Linked DNA regions of Drosophila melanogaster: all the other regions are linked to region 1. A link is a contact called in public Hi-C data. All regions are on one chromosome and are shown on one strand. The core of a region is the stretch at or near the end of the contact, and the rest is flanking DNA. Distances in the headings are between cores, read along the strand shown.

Region 1 (3,680 bases), core at 498-2,997:
ACTCTAAACTGTGTTTGTTTATGCACTCGGTTCCATTCCCGCAGCCATCGATTGGGGCCCAAAGTACTGCTGTACGCGTCAGCACAGCCCCCGCCCAAAAACCCACATCCCCAGCCCAGCAAATCGAATCTGCCTGTGACGCTTCAAGTTCATGAACAAGATGATAACGTCTCTGACTGAGACTAGGCCATGGGGCGATTCCGAAACGGCCTGGTGGTGATAAGAGTGATAAGGCAGCGCTGCCTACTCATACGACTGTGCACCTGTATCGGAAATGTTTGATCGGCGGCGGACGCGTGTTCTTCAGGAAGCGACGACTCTATTAGCCGATAAAGATTAGCCAGACACTCGAAATTTTCCAATCACACAATCGCACGATTCTTGTTTGTTTTTGGCTGCGGAATTGGGGCGTGTGGCCGCCTTTATGGGTTGCTGGGTGTTGTTGTTTTATGCAAAGCGATCGCTTGATAACTCACTTTCAACTTTTTGAGCATTCAGCTGGTAGAGCTAAGCAATTTCTGAAAAGTATTTTACTTTAGGTGCTTAACTTTTGAATTTGATTTTGTATTTAAGCAAACAACTTATTGTTATTGCAACATTTATCACTGCAATTTCAAATGTAATAATAGTAAAATTTATAATATTTGTTTGTTTGCTTGACTTTAGCTAAATACGCAGATAGATTTCCCTATTTTCGTATTAAAAGCAATTTCAAATTTCATTTTTAGTAACTGTCTTAATGGCTGTGCAGTTAGCATGGTTGTAAAATAATGAAAATGGCACACGCAACCGGAAAATTGTTGGATTTGTCATTTCAGAAGGTTTGGGTTCGTTGCAAAAATGGCACTGGACTTATTTACATGGGAATATTTAGCAAGGATTTCCGAATTGCAAAAGGACTATAACGATGTCTGCCAAGGAAATCGTAGAAATTAAGCAGCTCTTGCATGGCAATTAGAAAGGGAAACCCTATCGCGAAGCCCCTACTATATGGAGCAGACGAGAGGAGACTGGGACTTGGACTTCCCCCCACCGCCGCCCGCACATCTTGCAATTAGCGTGTAATTTGGTGTCTCAGCGCAGCAGGAACTGCTGTTTTGGGGGGCGTTTGGAGTAGTAGAACAACACTTCTATGGGTCCTAAAGGTCAAAAGCACTGGAGAGCAAGTGCGAACTTAGTAATTCGTATTTTTAGTCGACTTGACGAATGATCACTTGGAGACGCTCGATCTAACCATTTTTCTCCTATTTTTTTCACACTTTTCCGTTGTTTCTGCTTTTTTTCTTATTTTCGTTAGCAATTCACTTTTTGTCCAGCGAAAATTTCGTTTTCATTTTCTCCTCAGCACACCAGCACACACACACACGCAAATTTGAACAGGGGCTGTTTTATTCCTGCGGCTGCCATTTTTTGTACATACCTAGAAATCAGGCGATTCCTCGACAGCTGTTTTTCGAGTTCTTGGAGTGGAGCGGGCGGAGGGCTGCGCGGAGGATTCGAATTCAGTTTCGTGGGGGGTGTTCCTTTACAGTTGGTCCTGACTGAATGGGGAAACCGTTATAATCCAGAAACTGAAACTGCTTTCGACTCGAAGTTCTCCGTTGACTGCCGTTATTAGCTTAGTTAGTAGCTATTAGTTTTTGAAAATTACTCTGCCACACACAGTTATGTTCTTTGGGATTCAAACGTAGCGTACCGGCTTGTAAAACCACGACAACGACGGAATGCTGCGACGAACGGAAATGCGAGAATCAGGTGAGCGCCGGCCTTTTTATATGACGCCCGCCGCCTCCAAGAAGAGCTTTTGGAGAGCTTCTCGCTGCGCTGCTCTCTCGCGCTGTTAAAAGTTAACCGTAGCACGATGCCCTTCCCCTACAGAGGGTACTTCGAATTCGGTCCGCCGCTTGGGCTGACATCCTCGACCTTACCTCGTAGACCTGATTGATAAGCCGCTGTTTACCGGCGATCTACTCACGGATCTACGATTTCATTTGATCATTCACAATCTACCTGAAATCCATTACTTGTACTTTTCGCTTATTAAGCTTAAAAGTGATTGGTTATTGATCAATTAGATTGAATGGTTTTTAATATTTATAGCACCTATTAAAACATATGTGGGTTCAATGAAAATATGTATAAATATTATTGCTAGTGTCAAAAAGGAAAATTCTTATTTAATTAACCGAATTGAATTAGTTATTATTTCAAAAAGGTCCTAGTTTAAGCAGACTGCGTAAAATTTTTTCAGCAGCAGGGTGTTTTTAATTCGGATTTCCAAAGCCACTGTTATTGGTGTAAACTTCTGTTATTGTTGCTGGACTCTGTGCGGCGCTTAAATTCGCATTAACAGCGATAAGTGGTCAGCTGTTGTGTGCGTGACGGAGATGTAGAAATTTTGATTTGCCCGCCATAGTCGGACCACTTTTTCGTCGATTATTAATCGTCTGGCGAGATCACTAGCGCGATAGAGTGGGCGGCATTATCAATTATGGAAAGGTACGCCGAAGTCGGGTCAATAAAGCCAGCCAGCACGGGTCAGAATGTTCGGATCGTAGTGATTCATCGTGGAAATCATGCGAGTACCACGCGAGTAAAACTGGAAACACGAGCGAACTTCTCCGATCGTTTATAAGCCAATTACTTTGTGAGAAATGCCTCGCGATAGTATACATTTGGAAAATTATCTTGTATTAGACAATGTTCTGATTAGTGAAGTTCGACCGTACTGAATGCGTTCATTATTCTTAAACAATCAATGCGCGATTGCTACGTGTATTGATAGGATTAGGGTATATGTACATTAAGTTCTACAGGATAATTCATCAGCATAATCGTACGAACTACTTCCCTTCCACTAGGGACGCTTCCGCAGGACGCGCTCGATGATCTGTAGAGTGTGCGGCTCCTTGAGGAAGGTCCTGTGTGTACCCTCCACCACATGCATGTCGATCTGGGCACTGCAAATCTGCAAGGATTGGAGGGAAATGGTCATTAAATAATGCTATAGATAGGTTTTATAGGCACTTACCTCCTTGAGGCCATAGTCCTGGGCCATAATCGCATTGTGCTCGGCCGACTTGATCAAGACCACATCGCTGTGGAGCTGCTTGGCGCCCTTGTAGCTCTCAGAAAGTAGCAGCTTCTGTTTGAACATGCAGGCGGCCTTCTTGATCTGTGACAATGTTCAAATAATATGGTAGGTTAGGTCTATAAAAACAATATAATGCAACAATATGTTTTTAAGTGCCTCACGCTAATTGCGAAGAATACGGACCATAATAATACACTAACTATTTGTCCGGCACTTTTAGAAGGCACTTTTTCTCGTCTGTTAAAAAGTACACACTTGTAATAAATACTACTTGAAATTATAAACACACACATAAGTGTAAGCAAATGCATCAACTTAGTCTACAAGTACTATAGTTAAGCCAGTACTTAATCATCAATCAAATAGATAGATGTTCAACAAATGCTTACGCTTTTATGGTGGTTTGGAAATCTAATTGACACATATATTATTAAGCAATATTGTAATTAGAATCGCTAGAGACCCACCACTTCTCTGGTTTGCTGCGTGTAACCAGCCAGAGTGTCTGCTAGTTTGTCGAGCTTGGAGGGCCATGTCTGGACTCCATCGAGGAGTTGCAGTAGCTGTAAGGATCAATATATTTATA
Region 2 (3,680 bases), core at 699-3,198, 250 kb before region 1:
GTCAACTGGAATATCAATTACGCAGTTTGCGCCACAATTGGAGCGATCATCAATAACGAACGATAAAAGTAATGCACTGAACATGAGAAATTACTAGGGGAGTTCCGAGAAATTCCGCGGGCTTGTGTGCCATCCAAAAATAAAAAAAAGCAAGGGTTTCTCCGCTATCTAATCAAGAACTTTGAAGGCTCAAGCCCAGGAACCCAACTCAATCAAATGGGATTCTTCTGCTTTGGACTCACCATTTGCGATTCACTCTGCGCTCGAGTCTCCACCGAATTGTTGACTTTTCAGCTGATGGCCTCGCAGGCAATAATTATAAGTTTTCAAGTTTTTGTTTACGCCCAACACTCTTACGGGCTCTTTGTTTTTCCCCCGACCACTGGCCGGTAAACATTCACTCGTCGAATTTGTATAATTTTTTAGAAATAAAAGAAACAAACACTGGGTGGTTTTCGGGGGCGGGAAATGGATATTCCAACACTCGGCACTTATGCGGGATATTTGCAAAATAATTATATTTCCGCTCGTCCGTTTACGCTTTTATTAATATCTATTTCACAAACAATTTCCACTTTTTGTTTACACTTTGGATATTTATTTTGAATTCTACTTGATTTGCATTTTTTAGGATTTCCTTCACTTTTTCACCAAAATTAACGGCTCACTCCCTTTATGCATATGATTTGCATTGCAATTTATTCAATTTCCGTTTCCGCTTCTTTCACGCGGAACACCGAACGCACTTTGGACAAACTTGCACTAAAAATATTATGCATCAATTTTAATTTCTTCCTTCCGTTCACATTACCTGTCGTGCAGGCATAATTTAATCACTAATTCAATTTCGAATTTTAATTGCTTTGAGTTCCGCGCCAAAATCCGTTCGCAGACGACGATCAATCGATTCAGAAATTCAACCGGTAGGTGCGAAAAGTTACGTAGCCGACACGGAGTCCGGGACAAGTTGAAGCAACAAGCGTTTTTGGCCGAATGATAACAATTGCCGACTGCCAACCTTTGCGTTTGCATTTACTGCGAGCTTTTACGCAAAAGCTCTACTGCACGCATTGTTTTTCGGACGTCAGATGCGTGGGAATGGTAAGGTCGGCGCCTGATAAATGGGAAATCGAGGTGTATTCATAAGAAATTCTTCTTGAAATTAATTAGTTTTTCTCTTAAATTCAGCATGTTTAGTTAAAAGAAAGATAGACTGTAGATTAGAAGAACTTAGGCAACCCCTTTTTCATATTAACAAAAAAAGTAAATGGTCGAAACTCTACTAACACTATTCTAACAATAAGAATTTAAATTTTCCCGCCATTGGGTGTAACTAAAAATCGAGTATGGCAATGCTGCAGCTTAGTGGTGGGTTTTGGTGCATCGATAAATGTGCTAACGCCTTTTTTTTTTTGAATGTTTGGTGTAAGTTGCCAGATGGTAAACGCAGAAAAACGTTTTATTTCAAATTCTGAAGTTGATGAAAAGACAATTCTAAGAAAATAGCACAGCATTTAGGTGATTTTGGCAAACAAAGTATATACGCATTATTTACTTCAAACATTGTGGCGGGCAGCTACCAGATGAGCACTGTCATAGTCATAAAAAAAAACTGGTTTGACTGGTTTTTCGTCGTTCTTTGTTTGACTGCGACTTGTAATTGCACACTGGCGGGCAGGAAAACAAAGGAGTTGGGATGGGAAAACCTCCCCGCATCAGGAGTTCAAAAAAAAACAAAAAGAGCAGTGAAAACACGAGCTAGAAGAAAAAAACACCCCCGCAGAAGAGAGAGTCGTAAACAAAAACCATGGGCGTCGCTCTGCGAGGGGTTTCGCTTGTCATTGGAAAGACAGCTGATTGCGGCGCTCTCGCGCTCTCCCCTCGTTATCTGTGAGAACTAATACTAATCAGCGCAGTTCATATTTTCAACTTTCCTGAATTCATTTTCATTCCGTGCCATGCCAACGGCCGCTAAAGATCGCGCTGTTCTTCGGTTCTACACAAGATATAGCCATCTATATAATTACGCGCGGTAATTCTCAGTCCAGTAGCAGTACTGTGTGTGCGTGTGTGAAGTGTGTGAGCTGCACTTGGCGGCTTATCAGTTGTTGCATTGCCACAGTGATAATCGCTCGGAATCGAACTGAATATTTTTGTGGTTTGCCTTTGGTAGCCTTTGGCCCCCATCACCCCTACACCCGTCGCAGCCAACACCCATGTCCCTGATAAGCCGCAAAATGCCTCAGAACCTGATATACTTTTTAGTGAGCACTACATACTAAACACTTAGTTAGGCTGTCTACTACCAATCGCGAAAGACGTGGAAATGAAGGAGGGCCCAATAAGTCGGCGGCTAGGTTAACACACATACACTCGCAGATAAATCAGCTGCTTTTTGGGGAGCAGGGCATGAAAATAGGGCCTAGTGCGATTAAAAGTGCGTCTCACTTACTCAAAACAAAGGCTAAAGAGAGCGACGTGCTAAATTATACATAAATACACACGATTTGCATCATAAAGAAGAAGATCGAGTGCATTTGCGAGCGCTACACAGCAAAACCAAAACAAGGGGCATATCGACTTTTGGAGTCACTTCGAAGCCACATAATATATTGTGCATTTGGTAAAAAAGGAATAGAATTATAGAGCTAAAATTAATATATAAAAGAAATATTGTCTTTACAATATATTGTAATTCCATGAAAAGTATTCATAGGCCGGACCGCATTTGCTGTAGCGCAATAATCTGGTGTCTTCCCTCCTCCTCCCCCGCAGAGCACGTTCTTTGTGAGCGGCGACTCTACGTGTGGCAATAACAACAAACATTGTTTATGCCAGTGGCGTAGAAAGGGGGTTTTGAGAAAATGTAGATACTGTAATTTGTCGTATGTGTTTACTATGCCCGCATGTCTTCAGATACACAAATAATTTCAAAATTTAACTCCAACCCCCTTGAATAGGTTTTAAGTCCGCCCCTGTGTGATACTCTCTCGTTTTACATGTGAGACCATGTGTGTTGGTGCGCTATTCTTGTTTTGGGGCATGGTCTGATTAGCAACAGGCGACCGAGTGTTCTCCGCCGTTCGAATTTTTATTAAATGGGTTGTCTGCCGGTCTCCCAGAGCCCTGCCCCCTTTAAGCCCCCCTCCCCAACGCCCTTGGCATAGGATAGAATGCGAATGAACTCACGCACACATAGACACGCGGAGAGCGAAATTAAAATTCAAATGAGCAACAGGCACGCACACACTCAAACACCGCGAAATACAAAATATTATTTATTCAAATTTCTTGACGCGCCTCAAAAATTAACGCAAAAAGCAGGCCTACGACGAACAAACGGAAAGCGCAAATTAAATGGAGAACGCAAGCTAAAACAATATAAGAGATAACTAAAAGTGAAACCGAAGTAACAAAAGTGCTAGACAACATATAGAAATCTAGAAATCTTGAAATCACGACATGTCCAGTTGGAGTTTGGCCAGTGCCGTGTCGCCAAATGTCACCGGTGGCGATGTCATCCGGTTGAACCACCTAAAGTCCAGCTCGGAAACGCATCTGCCATCGCGGGGATCTGGAACGGGGTCTGGAGCACTACCACGTCCCACGACACCCGTGCCCTCCAAGAAACTGTCGTCCAAACGACCTCCACACTTGACCCTCAACATAAAGGCCAAGTC
Region 3 (3,680 bases), core at 452-2,951, 170 kb after region 1:
AGCTGTTTGTTTAGGAAAATGCTTTAGGCTATAAACTTCTGAAGCTTATATTTTGAGTATGGAGTTCTCCTATTTCGTGGAGACTATTATTTTGTCATTTCTTAGGAAGAAAGCATGGGTTGTTGCGTACGTGATTAAAGTCATATTTCTAATTCGAAGTACAAAAACAATTAAATACTGCAATTATCTATTTCGATATTATCAATATAAATATTGAATACAATACATTGTTTAGAAAGTAGAAAATGGAGTAATCAATGTTAACATTAAGAGAATTCCAACCACAATGGTATTTTCGCTTTATTCTGACGGCATTGGCCATATTTATTTCATCAGTTGGCAAAGCATCTCTGGGTTCGCGAACAAACACAATAGTATTTAAGTTTGTCGATTATTTTCAACGTTTGGGCGAATGGACGTGGACTATTGGAATGTCGGCTTTCAAACAAATAACAATTGTTCTTATCAGAATTGCTTGAGGTGTGTGTGCGTGTGACTCTCTCTCCCCCTCCTACTTATAGCATTTGCATTCTCCTTGTTGAGCCGATAGTGTCCTTTCACCCTTTTTTACTTGGAGTATACAAGTATTGGTATTTTTCTGCGTTTCAGTTATTCTTTTTAAGGCAAACACCTACCTAAATAATTGATAAAAACAAAAAGCTAGCAAACCCAAACACACACACACACACGCACGCACACAGCGACGGAAAGAGCGCATGAGAGAGGAATTGTCCGTCTGGCATTTTGACGTTTATTACTTTGCCTGTATTGTTGTTGCTGCTGCCTTTGCATTGCCTCTTTTTTTGTTGCCTTTGCGCGCGAATTCGCTGCGCATAGCAAATTAAAATTAAAAGTTTGCGAGAGCGAGAGAGTGCAACAAAAAAGCAGGGAAAAAATATCAAAATTAATTTCTTTTCGGCGTGGCGGGAGAGAGAAGGACAGAGCGGAGAGAGAGAGGGAGAACGAGCAAAAAAGAGAGAGAGAGCGCGCGACGACATGACGAACTTTTGACACATTTTGTTTATAACAATTGTCTGCTTTTTGCACTTACCTCTTTTTCGTTTGCTTCAATTGCTCCTCTCTGCTGGTGACTACAACTTAATATTGTTTTGTGTGCGAAATCAGAAATGCCAGTTTAAACATTATTTAACACAAATACGTTTACGCACACTAGCATATATGCTGTAGTAATTTGTTGTTGTTGCTGTGCTGTTGGTGGTGGTGGCGATGGTGATAAAGCCTTGCCGTTTTAGACGATTTCTGGTCTCCTCGCATTAAATATGTTTAGTTTCCATTACTGTTTGTTGTTGTTGTGATTGTTGTTATGTGGTGTATTAATAAAAAACGTACGCGAACTGCAGTCAAAGTCACTCACACTCACACTCACACGCACGCACACACTGGCACACGGCATACGGCACACACAAACGCACGCACGCACACACACAGCAACTAGTAATTCTGCTGTGCGAAAGAGACAACATGAGAGCGCTTACGAAAAAAATGTTTGTGTAAGTTTCCCCGAAAACGCGATTTCATCCGGAAAATGCACTGCGCTCGCATTTCGCCTCCGCCGCGTTGGCCATTTAATCACTTTATATGGTTCCGTTTCGATTGCATTGTTTTTAGTAGGGGTTTTTAACCGAAATTTAGTTGCGTGTTTTGTGTTGGTGCAGAGAGAGCAGGAAAATACACATATCGTTATCGATGGGTCGGCTATCGATACGGCAACTATCGCCCAGCTGATTGGCGGGCGATCAGCTGTGCGACGATAGGTCCAGTTCTGGAAAATGTCGGTACCGCATATTTGCTAAAAATTTCGATTTTCTCTTACTTAATGAATGATTTTTGGAACCGGTTTGTCTAACGATCTGAGTTTTATCTAGCAATGTGTTTATCCGAGCGTTTTTGAAAATTCATAAGCAGTTTTCAGTGTTGGTTTTCAACACTGGTTTCTTATCTCAATGTCTAATCCAGAAAACCCAATTTTGGAATGGGCAAGTATCTTAATGGGAAATATGATATACCTATATAATCTAATCTACACTTAGCTTGAATGAATATCTATTGAATCCAATTATCTTATTTGTCGGTACAAAATAATGATAAGAATCTACGAATGAATCTATGATAAATCCTTATTGATTTAAATAGCGGATTAAGGCACAACGAATCCTCTAATATATGTCAATTATAGTACTATGCACTGGATTTCTGCACCTGTTATCAGAATTCCGTTAAGAAGTATACTTATCAAAATCGAATAATTTCACAATTTTAAATATTTCTATGTTATCCACATCAATTTTTGGCATCCCTGCCGCCCCCGCAGTGTGGCCGTATGCGCTGATAGTGGGCGCCGCAGCGAACAGCTGATAGGGCTGCAGCATATAAATGAGCAGGTGGTAAATAAATGTTTTTAGTTGATTCCAAGACGCCATTCCGTGCGCGTTGGCTTCCTGATCAGAGTTTATCATTCGGCGGGCGCGGCCATCATTAGATTAGATCGACATTAGTGCGTTCCGCTCGGCGATCGGCAGCAATCGATCCGAAATAAACAAACGCTCGCGTATTTACATAATTTAAGTGAAAAGTAACGACGACAGAATGACGAACACCGATGTGCGAAAGAGAAAAGTAAGGAAAAGGTCAAAAGGGCAATCCACAGCACAAATTTAATGCCAATTTCATGGCGCTCTCTCACACACACACGCACACATGCGAATTCCTCAAATTGCTGCTCTTTTGACGCGGAAGTAAAACATCAAATGACTCGCAGAATAATCGTTTCAAGTTCTATTCTATTCGATTGTGCCAATTTGTATCTGAAAATGTATGTTTACAAGACATTTAAATATAGATACGCAATGGCCGCTAAGCACGCTTTTGTTAACAATTATGCAAATTTTGATTTTAGTTACGAAAGAGATGACTAGTGGGTTTTCTATCAACATCTTAATGCCGGCCGGTTTATTTTGAAATATTTTCGTATTCGCATTAGGGTGACCAGTCAGCAGGAACTTTCTCATTTGCAAGGTCATTAGGGGGGGCTGATAAAAAAAAAGCATAGAAAAGTCCAACGATTCAGTTGGCAGCCGTTTCGACCGAATCTCGCTAGACAACTTTTGCAATCGCTTTCTCGCATCGGAACCCAAAGATCACAGGTACACATAGAGTGTCCCATTTCGGGGGCGATTGGATCGCATAGTTTCGACTGATTTGCATCGCAAGTGGGTGGAGAACAGGATGCGGGCAAACCGGAACCGGTTGCAAGTGAGTGCAGATAGTGCCTGGCTGCTAACGTGGCCTTAACCCTCGTGTACCTACGTGTACTCGGTACTACAATATATACTAGATACTTTTGTATCTAACTCGATATTTGTTGTTTTCACAACATCTGTGTCTAAACTTATCAGCATTTTCTAGATAGCACACTTCTACCAGCTTTCAATGTTTGTATCTTTCAACTCATTTTGTGCGTCATATTTATATATTTCAAGATACATTTATCAATTAGGGTTCTTTAAGACTTAAGATTTACTTTTCAGCTGATGCAAAATAGTGTTCGGCTTCGAAATAAATGAGTTATCTATAGAACCGATTAAAGTATTCCCCTTTATAAATGGGGAGCAGGCTTCTTAGTCACTAGATCGGCACAAAAGGCGCCTTTTATCAGTAGA

Evidence for each region. A called contact is a pair of places that touch in the nucleus more often than the background predicts.
Region 2: a Hi-C map of the Kc167 cell line shows a contact between it and region 1, with 2.3 times the contacts expected there. The contact joins the promoter of CG9663 here to the promoter of FASN1 in region 1. A contact is called at or near these places in 7 of 107 Hi-C or Micro-C datasets (the Clone 8 cell line, the D17-c3 cell line, the Kc167 cell line and 3 more).
Region 3: a Hi-C map of the Kc167 cell line shows a contact between it and region 1, with 6 times the contacts expected there. The contact joins the promoter of lilli here to the promoter of FASN1 in region 1. A contact is called at or near these places in 3 of 107 Hi-C or Micro-C datasets (the Kc167 cell line, the Sg4 cell line and larval brain).

The regions. Positions count from the first base shown.
Region 1 is chr2L:3,054,665-3,058,344 of dm6, reverse strand. It overlaps FASN1 (Fatty acid synthase 1), which reads right to left and starts at 1,747. Exons shown (of 6, transcript NM_134904.3): 1 at 1,421-1,747. FASN2 (Fatty acid synthase 2) reads right to left here. Exons shown (of 7, transcript NM_001273057.2): 5 at 3,562-3,657; 6 at 3,032-3,175; 7 at 2,202-2,968. The coding sequence ends at 2,858.
Region 2 is chr2L:3,301,398-3,305,077 of dm6, reverse strand. CG9663 reads left to right here and starts at 1,948. Exons shown (of 8, transcript NM_134916.4): 1 at 1,948-2,032; 2 at 3,325-3,680. The coding sequence starts at 3,463. CG3277 reads right to left here and starts at 978. Exons shown (of 15, transcript NM_134918.4): 1 at 243-978.
Region 3 is chr2L:2,883,950-2,887,629 of dm6, reverse strand. It overlaps lilli (lilliputian), which reads right to left and starts at 1,701. Exons shown (of 12, transcript NM_078740.3): 1 at 1,052-1,701. NTPase (NTPase,) reads left to right here and starts at 1,780. Exons shown (of 4, transcript NM_164515.3): 1 at 1,780-1,997.